Linked DNA regions of Mus musculus: regions 2 and 3 are each linked to region 1. Evidence: chromatin contacts called from public promoter capture Hi-C data. All regions are on one chromosome and are shown on one strand. Each heading gives the region's core, a stretch centred on a gene start, on an enhancer-like site or on the middle of the called end of the contact. The rest is flanking DNA. Distances are from core to core; before and after follow the strand shown. Region 1 holds the start of B4galnt4 (beta-1,4-N-acetyl-galactosaminyl transferase 4). Region 2 holds the start of Gatd1 (glutamine amidotransferase like class 1 domain containing 1). Region 3 holds the start of Cracr2b (calcium release activated channel regulator 2B).

The links. Capture Hi-C pulls out chosen DNA fragments and counts their contacts.
Region 2: a promoter capture Hi-C map of pancreatic islet shows a contact between it and region 1. The contact joins the promoter of Gatd1 here to the promoter of B4galnt4 in region 1. A contact is called at or near these places in 1 of 115 datasets of contacts at active chromatin or transcription factors (pancreatic cancer cells) and 1 of 9 other capture datasets (pancreatic islet).
Region 3: a contact with region 1 is called in a promoter capture Hi-C map of liver, with 2.4 times the contacts expected there. The contact joins the promoter of Cracr2b here to the promoter of B4galnt4 in region 1. A contact is called at or near these places in 1 of 39 promoter capture datasets (pre-B cells), 1 of 484 Hi-C or Micro-C datasets (embryonic stem cells), 2 of 115 datasets of contacts at active chromatin or transcription factors (memory CD8 T cells and pancreatic cancer cells) and 3 of 9 other capture datasets (embryonic stem cells, liver and pancreatic islet).

What each region holds. Positions count from the first base shown.
Region 1 is chr7:141,059,065-141,063,427 of GRCm38.p6, forward strand. It overlaps B4galnt4 (beta-1,4-N-acetyl-galactosaminyl transferase 4), which reads left to right and starts at 1,914. Exons shown (of 20, transcript NM_177897.4): 1 at 1,914-2,360. The coding sequence starts at 2,210. It overlaps Gm39114 (a long non-coding RNA gene), which reads right to left and starts at 1,975. Exons shown (of 2, transcript XR_881000.2): 1 at 1,734-1,975.
Region 2 is chr7:141,412,600-141,416,807 of GRCm38.p6, forward strand. It overlaps Gatd1 (glutamine amidotransferase like class 1 domain containing 1), which reads right to left and starts at 1,526. Exons shown (of 8, transcript NM_172116.4): 1 at 1,403-1,526. The coding sequence starts at 1,466.
Region 3 is chr7:141,459,605-141,464,291 of GRCm38.p6, forward strand. It overlaps Cracr2b (calcium release activated channel regulator 2B), which reads left to right and starts at 1,490. Exons shown (of 10, transcript NM_001025103.2): 1 at 1,490-1,585; 2 at 3,780-3,968; 3 at 4,046-4,157; 4 at 4,527-4,687. The coding sequence starts at 3,807. Pnpla2 (patatin-like phospholipase domain containing 2) reads left to right here. Exons shown (of 9, transcript NM_001163689.1): 9 at 1-1,139. The coding sequence ends at 64. Gm10575 (predicted gene 10575) reads right to left here. Exons shown (of 2, transcript NR_152219.1): 2 at 1,877-2,659.

The sequences.
Region 1 (4,363 bases), core at 664-3,163:
TACGTTCATCAATAGATCCTGTTGTCGTGCTGTCTGCTTGGTTAGACTGAAACATTTCCTTCTGTGGTTGGGGTGAGATGTGGTCTCGGCCAGATGTGTTAGCAAGGGGAACCGCTGTCTAGCTGATCACGGTTTGCTGACTCCTCAGTTGTTCTGCCTTACCCTACTTGCTTTACCGACTCTAGATGAAGAGAGGAGAGTCTTGGGCTTGGGTCGCCTACAGGGCCCTGAACTCTTCCCTGCTAGTGCACTTCTCTGCCCAAACGCTTTGCTTGCTTCCCAACATTTGCTTTCTTAAACAAAACAAAACAAAACAAAACAAAACAAAACAAAACAAAAAATGCTATTTGTCGGGCAGTGGTGGCTCATGCCTTTAATCCCAGCACTTGGGAGGCAGAGGCAGGTGGATTTCTGAGTTCAAGGCCAGCCTGGTCTACAGAGTGAGTTCCAGGACCGCCAGGGCTACACAGAGAAACCCTGCCTCAAAAACCAAAACCAAACCAAAACAAAACAAAACAAAAACAAATCAGAACAACAACAAACATTATTTGTTTTCTGCCTCTGTCCAGTAAACATAAGACAGCAGAGACCCTCTCTTTTCTTCTTCTTGTTCTTCTCTATTGCTCCCTCAAGTCTTCCTGTTGTAAAGATGTCTTTTAGCTGGATGACTAGGAAGATGAAAAAGTAGCTACAACAAGCTGGTGTGTGCTGAGACAATGTTCAGGATATAAACAAGTGCAGGCATCAGAAACAAAGTCAGGACAGGAAACCAGCTGATGAGAACAGCAGCTGATGCCTGGAAGAAAGTTAAAACAAAACAAAACAAAACAAAAAAACCCGACAGAAACAATTAAAAAGTTTTTTTTTTAAAGAAAGAAATGTGGCCAATTTGATTTTATGTCCCAAGGATACATAGTGATGGTGGGGTAATGTTAAAAACAAAGGCAAGCCAGGTGTGGTGACACATGCCTTGAATCCCAGCACTCAGGAGGCAGAGGCAAGCAGCGGTCTAAGAGCTCCAGGCCAACTAAGGCTACACAGTGAGACACTGTCTCAAAACAACACAAACTAAACAAAACCAGCAAAGCCACCTTGCAAACAGCACAGTGGTGCATGTGGTATGGGAAGGCTCCCTTGCCTACTGAGCTGGAGGCCACCCCTTAGAACAGACACTGGAAGTTGCCCAGTCATCTCCACTGGGGCACACCCACCCAGGGTGCGAAGGTCTCTAAGAGATTCCATCTCCTTCCAATGGCTTCTTTCTACTTAAGGCCATGGCATCACGGAGGAAGGGAGACTATTTAAATGTCCAGTCCCCATTCCTAACCCACGAGCTCTGCAGGCTCACAGCAGCTTCTGCTACACCAACTGAAGTACCCTGGTCATTAGGCTGGAACCTCAAAGAGAAGCGGCTGGTGGTAAGGTGGGAGAGAGGTGGTAGTCAGGAGGGCTGGGATGCACCAGCTAGAAAGCGAATGGAGTGCACAACTGAAGCTATCTGGATAGAACCACCCTCCACCCACCTGTCCTTCCTTACAGCTAGCCGAGAACATCCCAGCCTCGTTTTAGTCCGACTGAGAGGAAGGCTGAGCTCCTTCTCTGCGTGCTCATTATTCCCAGCGTTTTCCCAGACACGCAGCCGGATTCCCGCAGCACCCCTCGTCCCTGCCATGGCCTCCACAGTAACAACGACCTCTTACATCCCTCTCCCCGACGTCCCTGGTGTCCCTCACCGCAGATTCGGTCCCCACAACCCCCGCATCCCCGGGCGCGCGGCCGGCGAACACCAGGTGAATGCGCGCGTCGTGTGGATCATTGGCACACCCTAACGCGCCACCCCGCCTCCGAGCATCACGGATTGGTTGTACGCGGGCTGGCCGCGGCCGATTGGCTCGGGCACCGCGACCATCGGTCCCGTTTCACGCTGGGTAGCACCGCAGCGTGGATGCTGCTCGGTCCCGCGGCGTCCAGAGGAGCGTGAGCAGCCGGGAGGGGCGGGCGGGGGAGCGCCTCAAGGAGCCGCTCCCGCCGCCCACCCCGACCGCGGCCTGAGCAGCCCGGGAGTAGTGGCCGAATCCCGTAGTCCCCGCAGCGGACAAAGGACCATGCGGTGCTGCAGGCGCTAAGCGCAGCAGGGTGGGCCGGGGGATGTGGGGCGGGGCAGGCGGGGCCGGGGGGCCGCAGCGACGCCCCTGATTGTGGCGCCGCGATGCCGTGGTTCCCGGTGAAGAAGGTCCGCAAGCAGATGAAGCTGCTGCTGCTGTTGCTGCTGCTCACCTGCGCCGCGTGGCTCACGTATGTGCACCGGAGCCTGGTGCGCCCGGGCCGCGCGCTACGCCAGCGGCTGGGCTACGGGCGAGGTACGCGATGGCGCGTAGCGAGAGGGCCCGGACCTCCCAAGGCCTGGGGGTCTGACTGCCCAGAGCCCCTGCTGTCCTGCTCCTCCCAGCTCAGCTATATTGGGGGAGGGGTCGCGGTTCTGTTCGGCGGGACGCCCAGTGACGTCAGCAGTAACGCCAGGGACCCTCGGGGCTCATCCCTACCTTTTCCGACCCTGGAATCTGGCTTAGATCCGGTGGTGATGGAGTTAACGGTGGGCCCTTGGGGGAACCGGTGCCCTCAGCTAAGAGGCTTGTCAGGCCATTGCCTACTTAGCAGGGCCTCGGTTTCCTCATCTTCTGGAAGGTGGGGAGGTAAGGGTGGTGTTGAGGGATCCAGCTGCCTAGAGTGGCCAGAGCAGCTGGAAACCCTGGGTACACCTGTGAGTGAACTGAGATGTCTGTGTGCTAGGGACCAATGCTAACTTGAGTAAATGCTTGCTGTAGTTTGCACGTTTAAGAGTGGTCAGAGGATGTACAAAGCAACTTAGGCCTGTGGGTAAGAATCCGGGGAGAACCTCTGGAGTTGGTGGCCATTGGACCCACACCTTGGGGGAAAACTCTCCAGAGCAGGGTGAACATCAATGACAGCTAGGTAGAGAAAGACCAGGGAATGAGCCTGGAGAAGCCTAACCAAGCCACGTAGAGCTCAGCCCCATCTTTGTGAGGGAAGCTGGTGAGCTGAGGAGGGGAGCAAGTATCTCTCCTCTCAAAGTCTCAGAGCAGTGACACTGGCTCACTATGTTCTGGTCCAGTCCACCTGATGGATCCAGAACTCCCTTTTCAGCCCTGCACCTGTCTCCTGCCTGCAGAGGCCCTCTGCCTCTTCTTATGCCTGGACAACTGTTTCCAGACATCTTCCAGCAGATCCTGGGCCAAGGATCTGAGACAGATCCCAGCCCTCAAGAAAGTCTATGGGTCATCCCAAACCATGTACCTTATTAGCTGTGACGTCTTCAAGATATCCTGCCACAGCTCTATCCCGAAGAGATAAGTCTGGACTCAGAGCTGACCCAGTACCCAATAAAGCCAGCTCCCACCAGCTGCCCTTGTGGGTTCAGCTGACTTCCTGAGCAATTTGTTTCTGTCTGAGACCAACCAGGAAGGAATGAAGACAGGGAACCCCACTGTTGAAGATTGATCACGAGGGCAGCTGGCTCTGACTCCTCCTAGGTGGGTAGGATCTATTCTGGATCCTGGAAGATCAGTCCTGCCCAATGGCACTGCTAGAAGCAGCCTGGGCGGCACAGATGGGGCCCCAGCCACACACTCTCTTCTCTGGGCTGAAGGCCATCTCCTGTCTGGCCACCTGGGACCCACCAGGCACCACAAGGCATGTGAGAAATTGGGTAGCTGCAAGCGCCTGAGACTTTCCTGACAGTGTCGTCAGTCTTCAGAGCTGGCAACGTTCAGCGGGTGTCCAGCAGCCTGTGCGTATAGATACCTCCAAGTGAGGGTGGGGCAGATAACTGTCCCTTTGTGCTGAGGCTTAGCCTGAGCTGAGAGCCCACTACAGAAAGTTCCCAGTATACTCAAAATGCCTGGACTTAGCTTGATGGGCTGTGGGTATCCAGGCCAGGCTCCAGGACGTTGACCAGGAGTCTTGCTTGCTCACTTCCTGGCTTCTCAAGGAAGGATCTAGAATGTGGAGCACCGCCAAAATTTCAAGGGAAGAGACCACACAGGCAGCCCCTCACCTAGAGACAGTTCAGGCTCATCTGGTATCAGCTGTACCTTTCCAGTAGCCTGGCTTCTGAGATCAGCAAGGAGGGACAGATGTGAATGCAAGGTGTGACTTTGAAAAAGGAGGGATTCCTGGATCTAGTGTCTCATTGGGAGCACCAAGAGGGACAGGATTGGGATAGAATGAAACCTCCTGCCTTTGGAGACTCAAGTCCCAAAGAGTGGACACCCAGGAGTGCAGTGGGCATGCTACTTAGGGAGAAGGTCCAAGAAGTGGGACAAAACAAGGTATAGGAGTAGTC
Region 2 (4,208 bases), core at 276-2,775, 350 kb after region 1:
GAGAAACCCTGTCTCAAAAAAACCAACAACAACAAAAAAGTCCTTCAAAAAGGAACGAAGCTTGCCTAATTCAAAAGACTCTAGCCCCCAGGTGTGGTAATGCACACCTTTATGCACACCTTTGATCCTAGCACTTTTTAAAAGATTTATTTATTTACTTTATGTATATGAGTACACACTGAAGCTGTACAGATGGTTGTGAGCCTTCATCTGGTTGTTGAGAATTGAATTTAGGACCTCTGCTCACTCCAGTCCAAAGGTTTATTTGTTATTATAAATAAGTACATTGTAGCTGTCTTCAGACCAAATGGTTGCTCTCTCCCATCCTGGTCTTAAGACACCCTGTGGGTCTTAAGACACTCCAGAAGAGGGAGTCAGATCTTGTTAAGGATGGTTGTGAGGTTGTTGGGATTTGAACTCAGGACCTTCGGAAGAGCAGTCAGTGTTCTTATCCGCTGAGCCTTCTCACCAGCCCCCTAGCATTTTTTTAAAGACAGCATCTCATGTAGCCATTGCCCTCTCTATCCTCCTGCCTCCAACTCTGACACTAGGCTTTTGGCTTGTGGATTTTGTTTTGGTTAATATTTTGAGTCAGACCTCACTGTGTACTCCTGCTAGCCTGGAACTTGCTATATAAGTTCCAGACGGGCTCAAACTCCTGGAGATCCATCTGCCTCTGCCTCCTGAGTGCTGGGATTAAAGATAATTTTTAGCTTCTCAATCCCTCACTTTCCGACTCTCAAGGAAGGCCTACCTAGGAGCTGCTGTAGATTCTCTTTTACCTCTATTCCAGGGAGGAGCAGCACCCTCAGGCCCCTCCCACCCTCACCTGGGACGCTTCAGTGTGGAACCCAGAAATTCATCAGTCCAAGATCCCGACGTACCCTCGCGCTCACACCCACTTGCAGAGGTCTATAGGAATCCAGAGGGAAACCCCGGGCCGCAGCCCTGGGCTCCACCTCCCCACAGAGACTATCTCGGGCCAGTCGGTTCCCTAAGGACCCGTGAAGTAATCATCTGCCCAGCGCCCCTGACACACACCGGGCAGTTGGAACATGAAGCCAACAGACCCCTTCTGCGTGAGGGTCCCTTTTATGCAGCTCTTTCGAGCAACCTCTTTCAGGATCGCTTCCTGGAGGTGCACGAAGATAAACCCAAGATAGGGGGTAACAGAGAGGCAGAAAACACGGGCAGAGAGAGTACCAAGCCCCTGCGGCTCACTCGGGGGCAGGGTCATCTCTGCAGCCGCTGACCGTCCCTGTCTGCCAGCGCAGACAACATAGTAGGCCTGCGCCAGAGAAACAGATGCAGGGTCCCAGAATCTCAACTCCACAAACACAAACGTTTGCCCAGAGTCAGGACTGCAGGCCAGTGAGCTACACAGCTGCCCTGCGCGCCTCACCTTCGGAAGCGCCGCTGGCCACCAGGAGACACGCAGGCCTGCTTGGCAGCCGCTCGGACGCCATGGCTACAGCCCAGGCGGATATTTGTGCGAGGGATGGGGCGGGGCGGGGCTCGCCTGCAGAGAGCGGAATGCGCATGCGTGAGGCACGAAGGGCGGGGCTCGCCGGCAGGGTGCAAGGTGGGGTGGGAGAAACAACGCGGAAATTGAGTGAAGATGGGGGCAGTTTGCGCATGCGCATGGGGTAGTGGTTGAGTGGCAAGCATGCGAGGGGCGGGGACTGAGCGGGGGCGGAGCGGGGCGGAGCGGGGCGGGGGTTGGAGGCGGAGGCGGGGGAGGATACGCCCTGGGTCCCTGAGTGGTCGTTTCCTGATTGGAAGCCACCGGTACAGACTTGTGGCCCTAGGGCACATCAATTAAACCCAGTGGGCCGGGTAGATGTTTCCGAGTCCGAGTCTACCACAGAGCTACTACGCCTTGGGCCTTTGCCCGAAAGTTGAGCCTGGCTAAGTGTGTCAGGGAGCGATGACCGGTCGGGCGGACAGGGTGAGGGGCACAGAGTTGGGTCGTATGTGGGCGGGTCTTCCTCTGCCGGTTTGTGAAGATCCAGAAGATACCTGGGTCGGTTGAGTTTTGTATGTTCCTATAGAGGATGGAATGTCACTTCCTGAGCTGTGGACGCCTCTGGAGGTTCTGTTGAGTTTCCTGAGGAAAAGACCAGATTGGGGAGGCCAACCTGTATCTAAAGCGATTTACTTCTGTGGGACTCCTGCTGGGGCTTAGGAAAAGGAACCTGGAGCCCAGGATTGTGTGTTGTCTGAGTGGCGACTTTTGAAGATTCACAAGCCACAAGCTTGACTAGCCATCCTTATTAAATCCCCATCTATTGACATGAAACCCTGAAATTGAAGGGGTCAGATTGGCTAGTGTCCACATACTCACACAGTTCCACCTTTGTGCTGCCTCCAGAGTAACATTAAGGCACCAGAAGTGGCAGAGCCAGCAGTAAGCTTGAGTCTTGTGGAGAAAAGTATTTATATTGAATTCAACGCCCAGGTATTAGATATAATTTTGTAAAGAGACTACCATTCCAGGGAAATGTATAGACAGGGCAAATTTTACCCTTGAGGAAGAGTGTGCTGGAGAAAATGGTGAACAGCACCCCAAGACAGGAAGAGCATTTGATTTTGTTTTAACTCAGGTGGTGGCTGTTTCTTTTGCCCACTGACTGGAGTCCGACCTCACAATCTTATTAACTAGTCGGGAAAGACTCAACATACAAGAAATGGAGGAGGGGAAAGCAGTCCCTGACTGAAGGAGAATCACTGTTCCAGGCTAGTATAGAGAAATACACCTTTGGGTAAACAAAGCTTTTACTAGGTGGAAAGGATTAAACATTTGCATAAAAGTCTTACAAGGTGAAGGAGATAAAAATATTTGGATTCTTCATTCTTTTTTTTTTTTTTTTTTTTTTGTGTTTTTGAGACAGGGTTTCTCTGTGTAGTCCTGGCTGTCCTGGAACTCACTTTGTAGACCAGGCTGGCCTCGAACTCAGAAATCTGCCTGCCTCTGCCTCCTGAGTGCTGGGATTAAAGGCGTGCGCCACCACGCCCGGCTTGGACTCTTCATTCTAAACACAGGTTTTATAATATTTTGATAGAAAAGACTAATATTTGCTGGGTGTAGTAGCCTGTGCCTTTAATCCCAGCACTCAGAGACAGGGCAGGTGGATCTCTGAGTTCAAGGCCAGCCTGGTCTACAAAGGGAGTTCCAGGACAACCAGGGCTACCCAGAGAAATCCTGTCTTTAAAAAAGGGGTGGGGGGGCCTGGAGAGATGACTCAGCAGTTAAGAGCACTGACTGCTCTTCCAAAGGTTCTGAGTTCAAATCCCAGCAACCACATGGTTGCTCACAACCATCCGTAATGAGATCTGATGCACTCTTCTGGGGTGTCTGAAGACAGCTACAGTGTACTTACATATAATAAATAAATAAATAAATCTTTAAAAAAAAGACTGATACTTGATATTTCTTTAACAGGTTCCAGTCCTGAGGGAAGTCAGGGCAGGAACTGAAGTAGAGATTGAGACCATGGAGGAATACTGCTTGCTGACTTTTTTTAGCTACCTTTCTTTGCTTTTGTTTTTGTTTGTTCATTTATTTTTTCTGAGCTAGGGTTTCTGTGTGTAGCCCTGGCTGTCCTGGAACTCACTCACTCTGTAGATCAGGCTGGCTCCTAACAGAGATCTCCCTGTGAGTGCTAGGATTAAAGGCGTGTCCTGCCTACCACCACCCAGCTCTAGCTACTGTGTGTACCTCGCCTGACAGACATGTGAGTCACATAGCTGGGGGATGCTTACTTGAGTAATTCTATGACCTATGTCCACAGTGGCATGCTTGCAAGTGAGCACAATGTCTGGTGTCCAGCAGAGCCTATGGGAATGCCCATGACCCATATGGTGTTCAGCATTCAGGACTAGATAGGCAGATGTAACAGACAAGCAGTGGTTGGCCAGAAGCCATGCTGTGAATCTGACCTCCCTAGGCCACCTCCCTTTGTCTCCTGTGATCAGTGGGAAGGATTGAAGGTCCTAGCACGTGGCGTTGTAGGGTCAGACCCTAGTGTAGCGTTACCTGCCAAATTGCCTGTTGCTGAGCAACATCCTGGATCCTTTGTGCTCAGGTAGGTGGCCTGGTACGTTGGCCCCCAGGCACTTCCTGCTACAATGACTAGGCCTTGCCCCTAACTCCAGGATCATCCTTCAGGGCTGATGTCTGGGCCCAGACACCTGGACAAGATGGGGCC
Region 3 (4,687 bases), core at 240-2,739, 400 kb after region 1:
TGCCAGCCCCACTGCCGCAGATCCTGCCACCCCACAGGATCCACCTGGCCTCCCGCCTTGCTGAGAATCACCATTCCCACATCGCCCGGCTACCAGCCAAGCTCCAAGTTGTCCTGCCCCACTAAGAGGAGCCCCGGGGTGGAACAAGATCCTGTCTGCCCCGGCTCTCCCCCTTACATGCTGTGGAATGAGGACATAGGACCCTGCACAGCTGCAAGTGGGCTTTCGATGTGAAACCTTTCACCAGCCACTCACTATGCTACTCCTGGTGGGGAGGGATGGGGAGTCGCCCTCCCCCGGAGCCCACAGAGCCCTCCCCCGTCACGTCACCTGTGCCTTACTCCTGCCCACCACCTTTTCAGTGCAGGGTCAGTCTTAAGAACTCCACATCTGCTGCTGCTCCCTGGTGTCCAAGTTTCCTTGCAGAGTGTGTGAAGAATTATTTATTTTTGCCAAAGCAGATCTAATAAAAGCCACAGCTCAGCTTCTGCCTTCCTCACTTCTGCATGTTACCCTTGCCTCCGACTGTGGTCAGCAGACAGAGCTTTCTCCCAGTGAACTGGTGTCTCAGTAGCTAACAGTTGGGCTTCACGGGGTTCTCTGAGTCCTGGCAGCTGGGGACCGTCTCCTAAGGTCAGTCCTCTGGCAAGGACACATGTAAGCTGCTCTGTTCTCTCTGAGGCTTGCTGCCTGTCTCTTGGGCCAGCAGATATGTTTGGGAGTTTGAGCCCCTTAGTATCGATAAAAAAACTAAAGTGGTGGGTTAGAGTTGCTCAGCCGTTGAACAGCTGTCTAATATGCACCAGGTCCGGATTCCATCTCAAGCACTAGGGGGAAAATGTTTACAAAAGGTGTCACCCACACATCCGCTCCTCATGTGACACAGCGAGTGAGGGCGTGGATCCCTGTGAAGGGCGAAGCTTCTGGAACTGCGGTCTGGGGACCCGGGAAGATTGGTTCCTGACCCATACTGGGGCATCTTGCCCAGAACTTTGTGCTTGGCTCCTCTTTCTTGGTTGTCACATGCTCCACTGCCAGGTGCATATGCCCTTTCCTGTACTGTAACCATACCTGCTTCCCGCCAGAACCTTGGGAGAGATCAGAAGTACTGAGGCAAAGTAGAGTTCACCATGGTTTCCTGAAGTATCCTGTGCTGTGTTTGTGTGTGTTGTAATAGTCTTGGAGGAAGGGGAACTCTGAGTGGGGGTGAGCTTAACTGTCCAGTTGGAGGACTTAGCTTAGTCCTCCGAGCTCAGCACCCACTTGCTCCTCCCAAAGGGGTGGGCTTAGCTGTCTATTTGTAGAACTTAGCTTAGTCCTCCGAGCTCAGCACCCACTTGCCCCTCCCAAAAGGAGCACAGTGGCTGCGGTTGCAGCCCCTAGCCAACAATAACGGTTGTTCTGGTTATGGGACCTGGGACAGCAGGACTGGGCGAGCCGGCCAGGCAGGTCCCTGGCCTAGGTGCCAGGGGCCGCCCCTTGTCTCCAGGTCCTGTCCCATACAGCAAGCCTGTTGTGGTTCTGCTTGAGACGCACAGGGCCCCCAGCGCCTCTGCAGCCTGTGATAGCCAGGCCAGCTTTTCAGGTCAGTTTGGGGGCTTGGTTGGGGGCATACTCTTGGAAATAGATGGGTTTCCTCTTAAGTAGGACTTTGGCAGCATCTTCAGAAGTTCCTCTAGGCCCAGAGAAGCCCCCGATTAGGACTGTGCCCCATGAGGAGTGCTGAGGGCAGACTGAGGTGGTCTCGCCCGGTCCCATACTCACTTCCCCCACACAGGAGAGCTGCTAACTTATATGTCATTCTCTAGTATTAAAACTTAGAAGACTCTAAATTGGGAAAGTAAAGAAAAGAAAGTCTAGTGTCCACAGCCCTGGATACAGCCACTGAAAGTATTTGGTTTATTTCCTGCTCCGCATTTTCCTACACAACACTTCTTGGCACCCTAAGTCTGGATACTCCGGGCGGGGTGGGGGTTGGCATCTGCACCTCCCCAGCCTTGATTTTGTTCTAAAAGGGTCTTGGGGGGAGCTGGGGAGATGGTGGGAGTGAGGGATACAACTTTGCTGCCCCCTGTGGCTCTCCGGGGAGAGCTAGCCACTCTGGGTCGGGTCACCAGGATAAGAGAGGCGGGACAAAACTACAGCAGCGCTCTGGTGGAGGATCCACCCGGACGTGCTATCCCGGGGTCTCCGGGCCTGTAAGGCCGCAAGGTCGCTCTGGGTACGCGCCCCTCGCGGGCTATCGGGGTCCAGGCAGGGGCGGGGCGCGCCGCGCGCGTTTCCGGGAGGAGCGGCCCGCCTGCGGCAGGTGCGGCGGCGCGGCTCGCAGGTAGGCATTTATTTGCTCGCAGGTCCCGCGACTGGGGTCCCAGCGCCGCGCCCTCTGGGCTTCCCCACCCCCAACCCCGGGCCCCTAGCTCCAGTGGTCGCACCTTCCGAGCGCTGTGTAGAGCAGCCATCGCACGCATCTCTGTCTGGAACGGCTGTGTTCCTCGGGTGAAGGCAGCTAGCCCAGACGTGCGTGGATGAGATTTGCCTGTGGGCCCACCCGCTGCCTTTCGTCTGGACTCCCTGGAGCCTGGCGGCAGCGCGGCTTCCGGCCAGGATGGACCTCCGGTCCCGAGGAACACTGGAGCGGTTGGTGGGGTGGTGACCGTGCCTGGTTGAAGTGAGGGTAGCCATCAGGGGTGCCAATGATTACTCCAGGTTGCCCTACCATGCTCTTCCTCACGTTTGCTTGTTGTTCCTCCTCCCACCCCCCGAATATGGGTAGGGGGAAGATGACCTCAAAGACTGAAAAGTGAGATAGGAATCGGTCAGTGTCACCGAGTTGTAGCTTTGGGAAATGTGGGGTTAATACACTGTGGGACTGACAGGTGGCTCTAATTAGAGGTGGGATGTCCATTCCAGGAGGTGAGAGGGGAGGCCCCAGGGGAGGAGAAAGCTGCAGAGACTGTGTTAAACCAAGATGTGGGGGTGTTTCTTAAAAGCTGTCCAGTGCCCAAGCCTGGGACCTTGCACCTGCACCCTTAAGGCCTGCCTGAGTGGCAGGTGGGAGGGACTGATGGAGTTTACTCGCAGCTTGCTTGCCAGCTGTCAGAAGTCCAGGGTATCACAGGCTCAGGCCTGAGGCTAAGGACTTGGTCTTGGTCAGAAGTGGTTTAGCTCTCAACCTTAGGCAGTCCTAGCTTGGGATCTCCCAAGTCCAGGATGTGGCAGACTCTACTCTCTGTTCACTACAGAATCTCTGCTGGCTGCCAAGAGCTTTTACTGTTGGAGTAAGGTCACACTTTTTTTTTTTTTTTTTTTTTGGAGACAGGGTCTCACTATATGGCCCTGACTGTCCTGGAACCCACTTTGTAGACCTGACTGGCCTTAAAACTCACAGAGACCCACCTGCCTCTGTCTCCTGAGTGTTGGGACTAAAGGCATGCACCACTAACGCCTGGTCACACTTTCTTTTTTTGTTTTGAGGTAGAATCTCTCTATGTAGCTCCGGATGTCTTGGAACTTGCTATGTAGACCGGCCTGGCCCCAAACTCACAGACAGAGATCTGCCTACCTCTGCCTCCCGAGTGCTGGGATTAAATATTAAATATTAAATATGTGTGCCACCATACCCAGCTCACTTCCCTTTCTTGCACTGGCTTCTTCCTGGGATTCAGCCTTTCCCAGAATCTCTACTTCCTGAGAAGCAGCTCTGGTACTGGGTCTGCTTCATGCCATCGCAGTGACCCTGGAGCGTCCCTGTCTCAGCTGAGCTTTCCTTTGCTTCACAGCACCTCCAAGAGCCAAGGCTCGCTCCTATGGCCAGCCCTGGGCTGCCTGGATCTGGGGAGGGCCAGGAGGGAGAGGAGACAACAGGGGTCTCGGCAAGGCATGGAGTAGAGGTGCTGCAGCAGGCCCAGGAACTCTTCCTACTATGCGACAAGGATGCCAAGGGCTTCATCACTCGTCAGGATCTGCAGGTGAGCCCCAGATCCAAGAGGTTGCTAGACCCAAGGCCGACCTTTGCTGCTCACCGTGGTCCTTCTTGCCTGGTCAGGGTCTGCAGAGTGATCTTCCACTTACGCCTGAACAGCTGGAGGCTGTATTTGAAAGTCTGGACCAGGCCCACACTGGCTTCCTCACAGCCCGGGAGTTCTGTCTAGGCCTGGGTGAGCAGGTCCCAGTCACCTGGAGACCCTCTTCAGGGTGCCCTGAGACCTTATGAAAGCCTGTGCCTTTCATTCACAACTTCCTAGCCATTCTGGTATCTACAAACAGGCGCATTCTGAGCTGTACCTCCCACAGCTACTCTACAGTGGATGGGCTGCCCTCCCCCAATCCCTTCTCTGCCAACCAAGGTGGGGCGGGGGAGCTGGCTGTCATTTCCCATTCCCAGGCCAATAGAACCAGAACAAGGAAGAAAAACAGGAAACTGGGCCCTGAGAGTGGGCAGGATATGTTGTATGTGGCTGGAGGGAGTTGGGTAGGTCCAGGGTGCTAACCCACAACCCTGATATTCTCTCCTCCCATGTCTGCAGGGAAGTTTGTGGGGGTGGAGTCGGCCCCAGGTGGGTCCCCCTTGAGGACTTCTGAGGAAACCTTTGAGTCGGGCACAGGGGGCTCTCTGGAGGAGGAGGAGGAGGATGTTGAGACATTCTACACTTCCTTGGAGAAGCTAGGAGTGGCCCGGGTCCTGGGC